Regions from separate parts of the Gossypium hirsutum genome. Here region 2 is linked to region 1. A link is a contact called in public Hi-C data. All regions are on one chromosome and are shown on one strand. The core of a region is the stretch at or near the end of the contact, and the rest is flanking DNA. Distances in the headings are between cores, read along the strand shown. Region 1 holds the start of LOC107892221 (glycerol-3-phosphate dehydrogenase [NAD(+)]). Region 2 holds the start of LOC107892214 (zinc finger CCCH domain-containing protein 67).

What was found. Hi-C and Micro-C count contacts between places; a contact is called where the count stands out from the background.
Region 2: a Hi-C map of leaf shows a contact between it and region 1, with 4 times the contacts expected there. The contact joins the promoter of LOC107892214 here to the promoter of LOC107892221 in region 1. A contact is called at or near these places in 15 of 34 Hi-C or Micro-C datasets (callus, fibers, hypocotyl and 3 more).

What each region holds. Positions count from the first base shown.
Region 1 is chrD09:10,560,175-10,564,298 of Gossypium_hirsutum_v2.1, forward strand. It overlaps LOC107892221 (glycerol-3-phosphate dehydrogenase [NAD(+)]), which reads right to left and starts at 1,279. Exons shown (of 12, transcript XM_016817235.2): 1 at 1,133-1,279; 2 at 285-1,023; 3 at 1-45. The coding sequence starts at 612. LOC107892218 (pectate lyase) reads right to left here and starts at 3,402. Exons shown (of 3, transcript XM_016817234.2): 1 at 3,243-3,402; 2 at 2,279-3,158; 3 at 1,823-2,192. The coding sequence starts at 3,361. The coding sequence ends at 1,968.
Region 2 is chrD09:10,740,770-10,745,459 of Gossypium_hirsutum_v2.1, forward strand. It overlaps LOC107892214 (zinc finger CCCH domain-containing protein 67), which reads left to right and starts at 3,247. Exons shown (of 8, transcript XM_016817229.2): 1 at 3,247-3,716; 2 at 3,823-3,879; 3 at 4,069-4,185; 4 at 4,295-4,357; 5 at 4,439-4,573; 6 at 4,683-4,690. The coding sequence starts at 3,354. It overlaps LOC107892215, which reads left to right. Exons shown (of 10, transcript XM_016817231.2): 4 at 1-62; 5 at 695-983; 6 at 1,377-1,483; 7 at 1,584-1,695; 8 at 1,798-1,993; 9 at 2,108-2,342; 10 at 2,430-2,917. The coding sequence ends at 2,691.

The DNA of each region.
Region 1 (4,124 bases), core at 29-2,528:
CATCCGTTTGCAATGTCTCCTCAAATACCCACATCCTCACTTCATCTGGATTTTTCATTAGAACAAATTGCAATTCAATTCCAAATCTAAAACCATAAAAACTTCCACTTAGTATTATCAAATCTCAATACTTCTAAACATAGTTAAGTAATCTTTTTCATCATTCCACCATATGAATCTCACAAGCTAACATCTTTGGGGAGCTTTTCCCCGGTTTCTAAATCGTTGAAAGAAACGGAAAATCATGCAAGAAACAAAAAGATGAGTGAAGGGTAGACAAATACCATGAAAAGAGTTGAGCTTGAGAGTGTTAGAAGCAATGAGCTTAGCAGCAACACTACCCCAATTACCACTACCAACAACAGTGACCTTTGATTTAGAGACAACTTGACCATCATTCCCAAAATTGTTTACAGTGTCAGCGTGATGGGGTGTTGCAGTTTGGGGTTCAGCTTCTTGGTGTGGGGGAGAGAGAGGTTCAAAAGCAGGAGCCATTGAAATGAAAGGGGAGAAATGGGAGGAAGAAAAGATGAGTGGCAATGAAGAAATGAAAGTGAAGTCAGAAAAGAGGGAGAAAGATGAAGAAGAATATAAGGGGAAATGAAAGCGCATGAGGGCGGAGATGACAGACACGTTGTCGTCACAAACAATGAAACAAAGTTATCTTTTATGCTTTCATTTGTTGAAGTTGGCGATCTACTCTATGTTGCTTTTGCTTTCTTCCTTCGGGTTTTCTTTCCAAGTCAAAACTACTGCAAGTTTGGACCTCACTTTGCAAAGTAATTTTGTAATGACATGGTTGTTTTGGCAATTTATCAGTGAATAAAAATGAAAGTGAGACCAATGAAGGCTATGATCCAAAGAACAAAAACCGTCGTGGAACTTGTCTTGGGTCCATTTCAATAAAGAAATATCTTAGACCCATTTTCTAATGGGTCAATATATTTTAGCCCAAAACTGGTTGGGTCAATATATAGAGATAGATAGGGAGAGATACTTGATATTCATGGTAAAAGCAAAGGTCTGCAAGAAGATGATATGAGATAGAAAGAAGTTTAGTAAATTGCAATTGGCATTTGCAAATGTTTGAGACAGTGACTGACTTTAATTAATCACAATGTAATAAACATACCAAAAAGCTTGAAGCTATGAGTGCATGCGGGAGATTCTGTCTTGCATTCCCACTCTACTCAAATCACATTGCGGTCTAGCTCAGATATTCAGTTTCTCCATGATTTACGCCCAAAACTTGGCTTTTAGTTGCTCCTTTTTATATGAAAATTTTCTTCCTATAAACCATTGTTTGTTTCACACATCAAAACTAGATCGCATGATTATTACTATTATTAATTTTCTAAATTAAGGTTTTCCATTTTTGGTTATTACTATTATTAATTTTTTAAGGAATACTATTACTATTATTATTAAGTTTTTATTAGTAAAATTCTATATTTTAATTTTTTTCAACGACAAAGAATAAATTAATTGATGATTAATTGGGTTTGTTTGCATTGACATTTTGGTACTTCAAAAGCAATAACTTTTTCGGTGACAATTATCCAAACGCTCACAACATTTTATATAAATACTTTTTATCTTTTTCCATTATAATTAATGCTTTGGTTTGACTTTTTATCCATGAAAGCATTTAAGAGATATAAAATATATACTTTTTATACGTTATGTAGATAAAACAAGCAAAACTCTCTTATCAATAAAGACAATCACTTTCATGAAAAAGTACACTTTAGCCACTTATAGCAGATTACATAAAAGCAACCCTAAACTGCAGTTGCATGCTTTGATCTATCAATACAGAAAATTACTACAAATTAACTGTATAGGATTAATGATTAATCCAAGTTGTGTCCAATTTCAGGCAACATGCAGAGGTCGTCGTTTCATTACATTCTTAAAAGAAACAAAAAGACTAAATTATAATTAAACTGCTAATTATAAGTTTAAAACTAGCAGTGGGAACCCCTTCTACATTTGAGTGCGCCAGCAGTCATTGTCATTGTACCCACAAGAGAAGATGGTCTAGCACTAAGGCTCGAAGCCCTAGAAAAGGTTGAAGATGCACCAGAAGCACCGGTTTGCCTGAAAAAGGCTCCATTCAACATCAAGTCTCCTTCGGATCTCCAGTTCCAGCGTTTCCATTCACTCTCTGGTGCATTCTCATGCTTGGTCACCTACAAAAATCATTACATATGGTAGTGTGAAAATGGTGATATATATGAGTTAACTCGTGCTAATGAGGACTTTGAAAATTAATTACCTCTTTCTTTGATCTATCATTGGGTGCTAGAAACCTGTTTCCTTGGCTGTTGATAGTAGGGTTTGCACTGCCACCAATGGCGTACATTTCCCAATGGGTGTAATCGTTGTTCACCACATGGAAATATCCAAGTCTACACCTTGGCATTCTTTGAATTAGACCTTCCCCGAAATGGTTAAAGGCAACAGTGACTTGCATGTTTTTATCTTGCATATAGGAATCACTGTGGCCCAAAAGCATGACTTTATCATGATGGGTCATGTAGTTGTTTGATATAGTCACGGCGGTGGATCCATGGATGACATCGATGAGTCCATCATGACAATTCGACAATGAACAATGGTCAACCCATATATTCTTGCTGCCAAAGATTGAGACACCATCACCGTCCGATGGAGTCCAATGCCCTGCATGATGGGGAGAGTCTCTTATAATTGTACTACCCCCGGGTTTACAATCATGTATGTGGATGCCATGGATTATGATGTTCGACACATAATGGATGGTGATGCATGGTCCACCCGATATGTGAACGCTCGCACCTCGACCGTCTATTGTCTTGAAAGAGTTCATCAACAATTCTTGTTTCAACGTAATCACCATATCTCTCTTGAAAATAATCCACAATGGCTCGTCTTGAATCACAGCATGCCTTAAAGTACCCGGCCTAGGGTTCACCGGGTCGTCATCGCCGGCATCCGTAATAACATAGATTCGACCATTTTTGCCTCCCATGGCATGCTTCCCGAACCCAATCGCGCAATCGGCTAACCTTTGCCGGTTCTTCTCCCAGTTCGGATCACACCTCCAACAATCATCAATGGGATTTCCTGTTCCACATGACAAGTAACCCAAGTTCCTCCTCGAAGCATTGATACTCCTGCAAATGAAAACATACCAATGCATATATGTACACATTAATCTTATACAATATAAACATTGTAAGAGTATATAAATGAATTACTTGTGAACTTCATCAACAACAAATTCAGGATCTTGAACTGGCGAGGAAGAAGCTAGATTTGGAACAAGGAGGGAAATGAAGAGAATGTGAAAGATATATGAAAATGTTGACGATCCCATTTTTGGAATAGTGATAAAGTGGGAGCCAATGGAGGTAGTGGGGTGGCTAGGCATCGTACAATGTGGGGGACTTATATAAAGGGTAAAAGCCGAGAGGTAAGGCGTGATTAAGCTAAGCAGGTGGGTCCAAATAGCAATTTAAGGGTTTAAATTTGTTCAAGTCTTGGGGAGTCTCGTATGGGTAGTTTAAATCGTTAATCAGGCGTCAACAATTTCAGACACATATTAATCAAAGTCAATTTTATTGAATTTATTGAGTCTACTTTGAGTTTGCAATTCATCACACTAGGCATAAAAAGTGTCCCTTTAATGGCCAGCCCTTCTTGCCATTAGGGTATATAATGGAATCCAATAACTGAATCATGTTGAGTTGGTTAACCAAAACGATTTAAGAAATATTATTGTATTTCATTATTTTCTTTAAATGTTAGATTTAGTTGAGAAATTTATAATTTTGGTTGGATTTGAGTTTTGAATATCGTAAAAGTTTGACATTAGTCCTTGTGGATTTAGTTTATGAACTTTAATTTAGTCAATTTTAGTCTTTGTATTTTTTAAATTTTAAAATTTTAATCTTAACCTAACGGTAATAGTTAAATTCTACTATTAGTCTTGTACTATGTTTAAAGTTGTAGATCTAGTCCAATTCCTCCAATTTTTATACAGTTCAAATTTTAAAATTTTTATCTTGACTTAAATGACAACCATTAATTTTATTAATTAATTTTTTGTGAGTAATGTGCGCAAATAGTAAAATTACATA
Region 2 (4,690 bases), core at 1,997-4,496, 180 kb after region 1:
CATTCCTACTACTCGTTTATGGAAGAACTACGACAGCAAGATGGACAATACTATGAGATAAGGTTAGCTGTAAAGTTCTCGTTGCCCATTTTAAGTCATGTTGCTGTCATGGCCAAGAGCATCATTTACTTGATACAGAAATCCTTTATTACCAAAGAGCATTACGGATTATCAAACCCTTAGCCAACCCATATGTCGATTTTAGAACTTAGCTTCGAGCTTTTTGACATATAAGTTTAAATCCATGCATCATTCTATTCCCAATTGACTTGTTCCTTTTAAACTTTTTATGCATACTATAATTATAATCTTAGGATCATAGACAAGATCGATAGCTGCATCTGGCTAGTGTCTTTATTTCATTATTTAGGTAGCTTACAAGGAATATGGCACTGTTATGATAGTTTATATCTGTTCTTTTATTTGCTTAGAGATCAGCAATATTGTGTTCGCTAAATGCTTTCAATTGGCTTAAAGTATACATGAGGAAACACTGTCCATGAGCTAGTTGGTTTAAAGTTTAGACTGTAGAAGAAATTTGGTGAGCTATGCTATGAATGAAGAGTGTTGTACGAGTATGCTTGCCCATTTAGGTTCCTATATGGTAGGCACTTAAGCTTTGTGGGGTTTTCATTTTTTTCAGAATATAAATCCCTTTTTGATTCAACTGAGGTTTCTATGAACTTCATTGCAGATTCCTTTATCTGCTTCCGGCTCTTATAGCTGCAGTGCTTGGTTTTCTGGTTGATTTTCCAATGATCTCACTTATTGCCTTCTGCAAAAGTCCTTACATGCTCGTTAAAGGGTGGCATCGATTATTTCATGACCTTGTAGGTCGAGAAGGCCCTTTCTTGGAGACAATATGTGTACCATTTGCAGGCCTTGCCATCTTACTCTGGCCACTCGCCGTCATTGGAGCAGTGTTGGGATCAATGGTGTCTAGCATCTTCCTTGGTGCCTATGCCGCGGTGATTGTTTACCAGGTTTACATCTGCTATGTAATTTTAGTTCCTTTTCTTAGTCTTCCAATGTAATATTGTTGTCCGTTGATGTTCATTCAAATATGGATGTGGAACTTCATAAATTCAGCATTTAGCTATATAAGTTCATATGCTTTGTCCCACTTAATTGGTTGACATTTCCATTACGAGATCTTATAGACAACCGAGCAATGTTGTTGCTGTATTACCCACGGGTCTACTTAATTTCAAATTTATTGTGATCCATTTTCTTCTCCGACCTTTGTACTTTATTAAATGCAACCAAGTGTTTTAGAGTAATGGAACCTCAACTTGCAGCATGATGTTAGACTGGTATTTTCTTTGTCCTTATTTCCATTCAACATATAACTTGCTTTTTTGTGATTTTATTTGCAGGAGTCCTCGTTTTGGTATGGGCTTTGTTATATCGTTGCTTCGTTGTCCATATATGATGAATACAGCACTGATGTCCTTGACATGCCTGAAGGATCTTGCCTTCCCAGGTTTCATTCAGCATTCTAATGATTTGTTCTTATGATATTATATGCCTTAGCAAACTTTTTATGAGTATTTTTTTTTTGTTTTTTGTTTTGGTATAAACAGGCCTCGGTATCGTAGGCACAGAAATGAATCCTTCTCTAAATCTGACTCCTTCCGTCCTCCTGCTCGCATTGATTCACTTACAAATGCAAGGCTTGATTTGAAGCCACTCGAGGTGACTTGTTTGCTTGTGGTTTCTTTCCCTTTGGAATAAAACAAGCATTTCGTATTTGATTGTAGTCGGGTGCTAAAATAAGTTCTTTTATGATTAATGCAGCTACTCGAGGGCTTATTTAAGGAGTGCCATGTCCATGGTGAGAAAATGGTGTCTGAAGGGCTGATAACTTCTAAGGACATCGATGATGCCAAGTCCATCAAAGGAAGTAGAGTGGTCAGCATTGGCTTACCGGCTTATTGCTTTCTTCAGGCACTCTTGCGCTCTGTGGATGCGAATAGACTGGGCATATTACTGAGTAAGTAAATTTGTTTCCATATTGAGCCCCCCAAAAAAGAGTTACTTGTGAAAGATTATGACCTATGAGCTTTCAAATGGCTTCAACAGCATCTGAGGAATTGCTTTTATGTAGGTGACAATACAGAAATAACGGCCACAAACCGACCAAAAGATGCATTCTTTGATTGGTTTCTTAACCCCTTTTTGATACTGAAAGAGCAAATCAGAGCTGAGAATCTTTCCCCGGAGGAAAAGGATTACTTAGGCAAATTAGTGTTGCTGTGTGGTGATGCAGCACGGTTGAAAAATATTGGGTCTCCACCAGAATCAGAGCGTAAACGAGCTGAGCTTGATGCATTAGCCCGACGGTGAGAATGCAACTAATCTATATTTTTTTTCTCGACACTGCTGTATGCTTCGTAATCTGACTCCATTACTTATACTTTTTAATGAAGGTTACAAGGTATTACTAAATCAGTGTCGAGGTATCCAACTTTCAGGCGACACTTTGAGGAATTTGTTAACAAACTATCCGAGGATCTCTCAAAGAAGGACAGTGGCAGCAGCAACAGCAGCGGATCTAGTAATAGGTCTCATCAATCGAAGAACACCGTTCTGCGGTTTTTTAGCAGCAGATCTTTCAAGCGGAGTACAAGCCATAACATGTCTGATCAAGAATCACTATCAGTTCTTGCCAGAGATGTAGAAATCGAATGATGTAGGAATAGGATGTCGATCAAGAATCACAATCAGTTCTTGCCAGAGATGTAGAAATCGAATGGTGTAGGACTAGGATGTCGATATTTGTCCATAGTTGTCAGATTTTGGACATAAATGCAACGGCCGGCCGCCTTTGTTCATTCATTTCGAGTTAATGTTTCCAAATGTTTGGTTAACAAGCAAAAGTAACCATGCATGAATGTAATTCACTAAATTACTTGGACTTGACTGCTTCACTGCTTTTAAGTTGCAAAATTCTTAAGAATTCAAGTCCTTAATTGGTGTGATAATTATACATTGCGTTTTGTTTGGCAAAAGCATTAAACCAATTGGTTGATGAAACAATACTACTTTTAAAAGGAGTGTGCAAGTTTTAAAATTTGCATTTTTTTAAAAAAATAACATCTTTGTTAATAATATAATAATACCAATAATTTTATTTATAAAATAAAAAATCCCGCAAATCAATAAAATAAGCATAATAAATATATTTTAATTTATATAACAAAATATAAGTTAACTTTGATATGCAGTTTACTTTTTATTAGTGACAAATAAATATATTCCCGTAAAGCACGGGTTATATGTTCTGCACGTGAGCTAGGGTTGATAACGTGGCTGCGTGCTGAGCTTTGAGGGAAAAAAAATCAAAGAAAAAGATGGGAAGTTATGAAGAACACTCACCAGTACTGCGGGAACCCCCAAACGAAACTCAACCAGAGTCTCTCTCAGGGTTTAATTCTAACACCCTTTTGTCTAATCTTAACCCTGGAAGGGAAAAACAAGAAGAAAGTATTGTTAGGGACCTTAAAAGTGTGACCTTGGAAGAGAATGACTGGAATGGCTATGGAGACAACAACAACAATAGCAATGAAAATCTTCAAGTGGAGTGGCAAAATGGGAAGAATTATCAGTACCCTTTAAGGCCTTATGCTGAAAATTGTAGCTTTTATCTTAAATCTGGCAATTGCAAGTTTGGTTCTTGTTGCAAGTTTAACCATCCAGTTTCTAGAACTATTAAGGTTTAAGTTTTTTCTTTTTTTCTTTTTTACCATTTTTTAATGTAAAAGACTGATTTTTTTAAAAAACTTTCATTTTTTTGTGTGTGTTTTTTTATGGTTGTTGAAGGATAAGGAGAATCATCTGGGATTGGCGACTGATCAGAAAAAGCAAATTGAATGCAAGGTTGGGGTACCTTGAAATTTTATGTTGCAATTCTTTATTAACCATAACGCATGTAAGGATAATAGTGTATTTGATGGTGACATCAGCCATGTATTATTCAACCAAGCATTATTATTGTACACATGACACGAAGGAAGTATTTGAGTTCCTCTGTGTTGTTATGTTTACTCTGTGTTTTGATGTGTGTAGTATTACCGAGCCACTGGAGGGTGCAAGTATGGAAATGCTTGCAGATATAGGCACTCTAATGAAGATTATGTATTAGCTCCCTTAGAAGTCAATTCCTTAGCACTTCCATTTCAAGTGGTACATCCTTTATGAACATTTTCACTACTGTTTTAGGTTGTAGCTTGCTACCTTATTGATTATCCCTGAACTTCATTGGCTTCTTGCCATTTGTGGGTGTCACTTGAAGGATATAAATGAAAAGAGCGAAAAGGATGGCTTAGCGGAACAGACAGGGCAGATTGAATGCAAGGTTTGAGCATTATTAGTACTCACGGCAATCGTTTCTAACTTGTTATTAAGAATCTTGATTTGTCTACTGTTATTTCGGCAGTATTACCTAAGTCCGGGAGGATGCAAGTATGGAAAAGCTTGTAGATATAGTCACTCCAAAGAGAAGTCCAGATACCTCGAAAAGTCCGAGTTACCTCCACCTGAACTTAACTTTCTAGGCCTGCCAATTCGAATGGTAAGGATTTTATGTTTTGGGGTGCTATATTTTGTTTCTCTCACTTGGTTTTCGAACATATCTACCTTCTCCCGGTGCACAATGTGAGCTAATTCTATGTTCCTTTCAGCTGGAGAA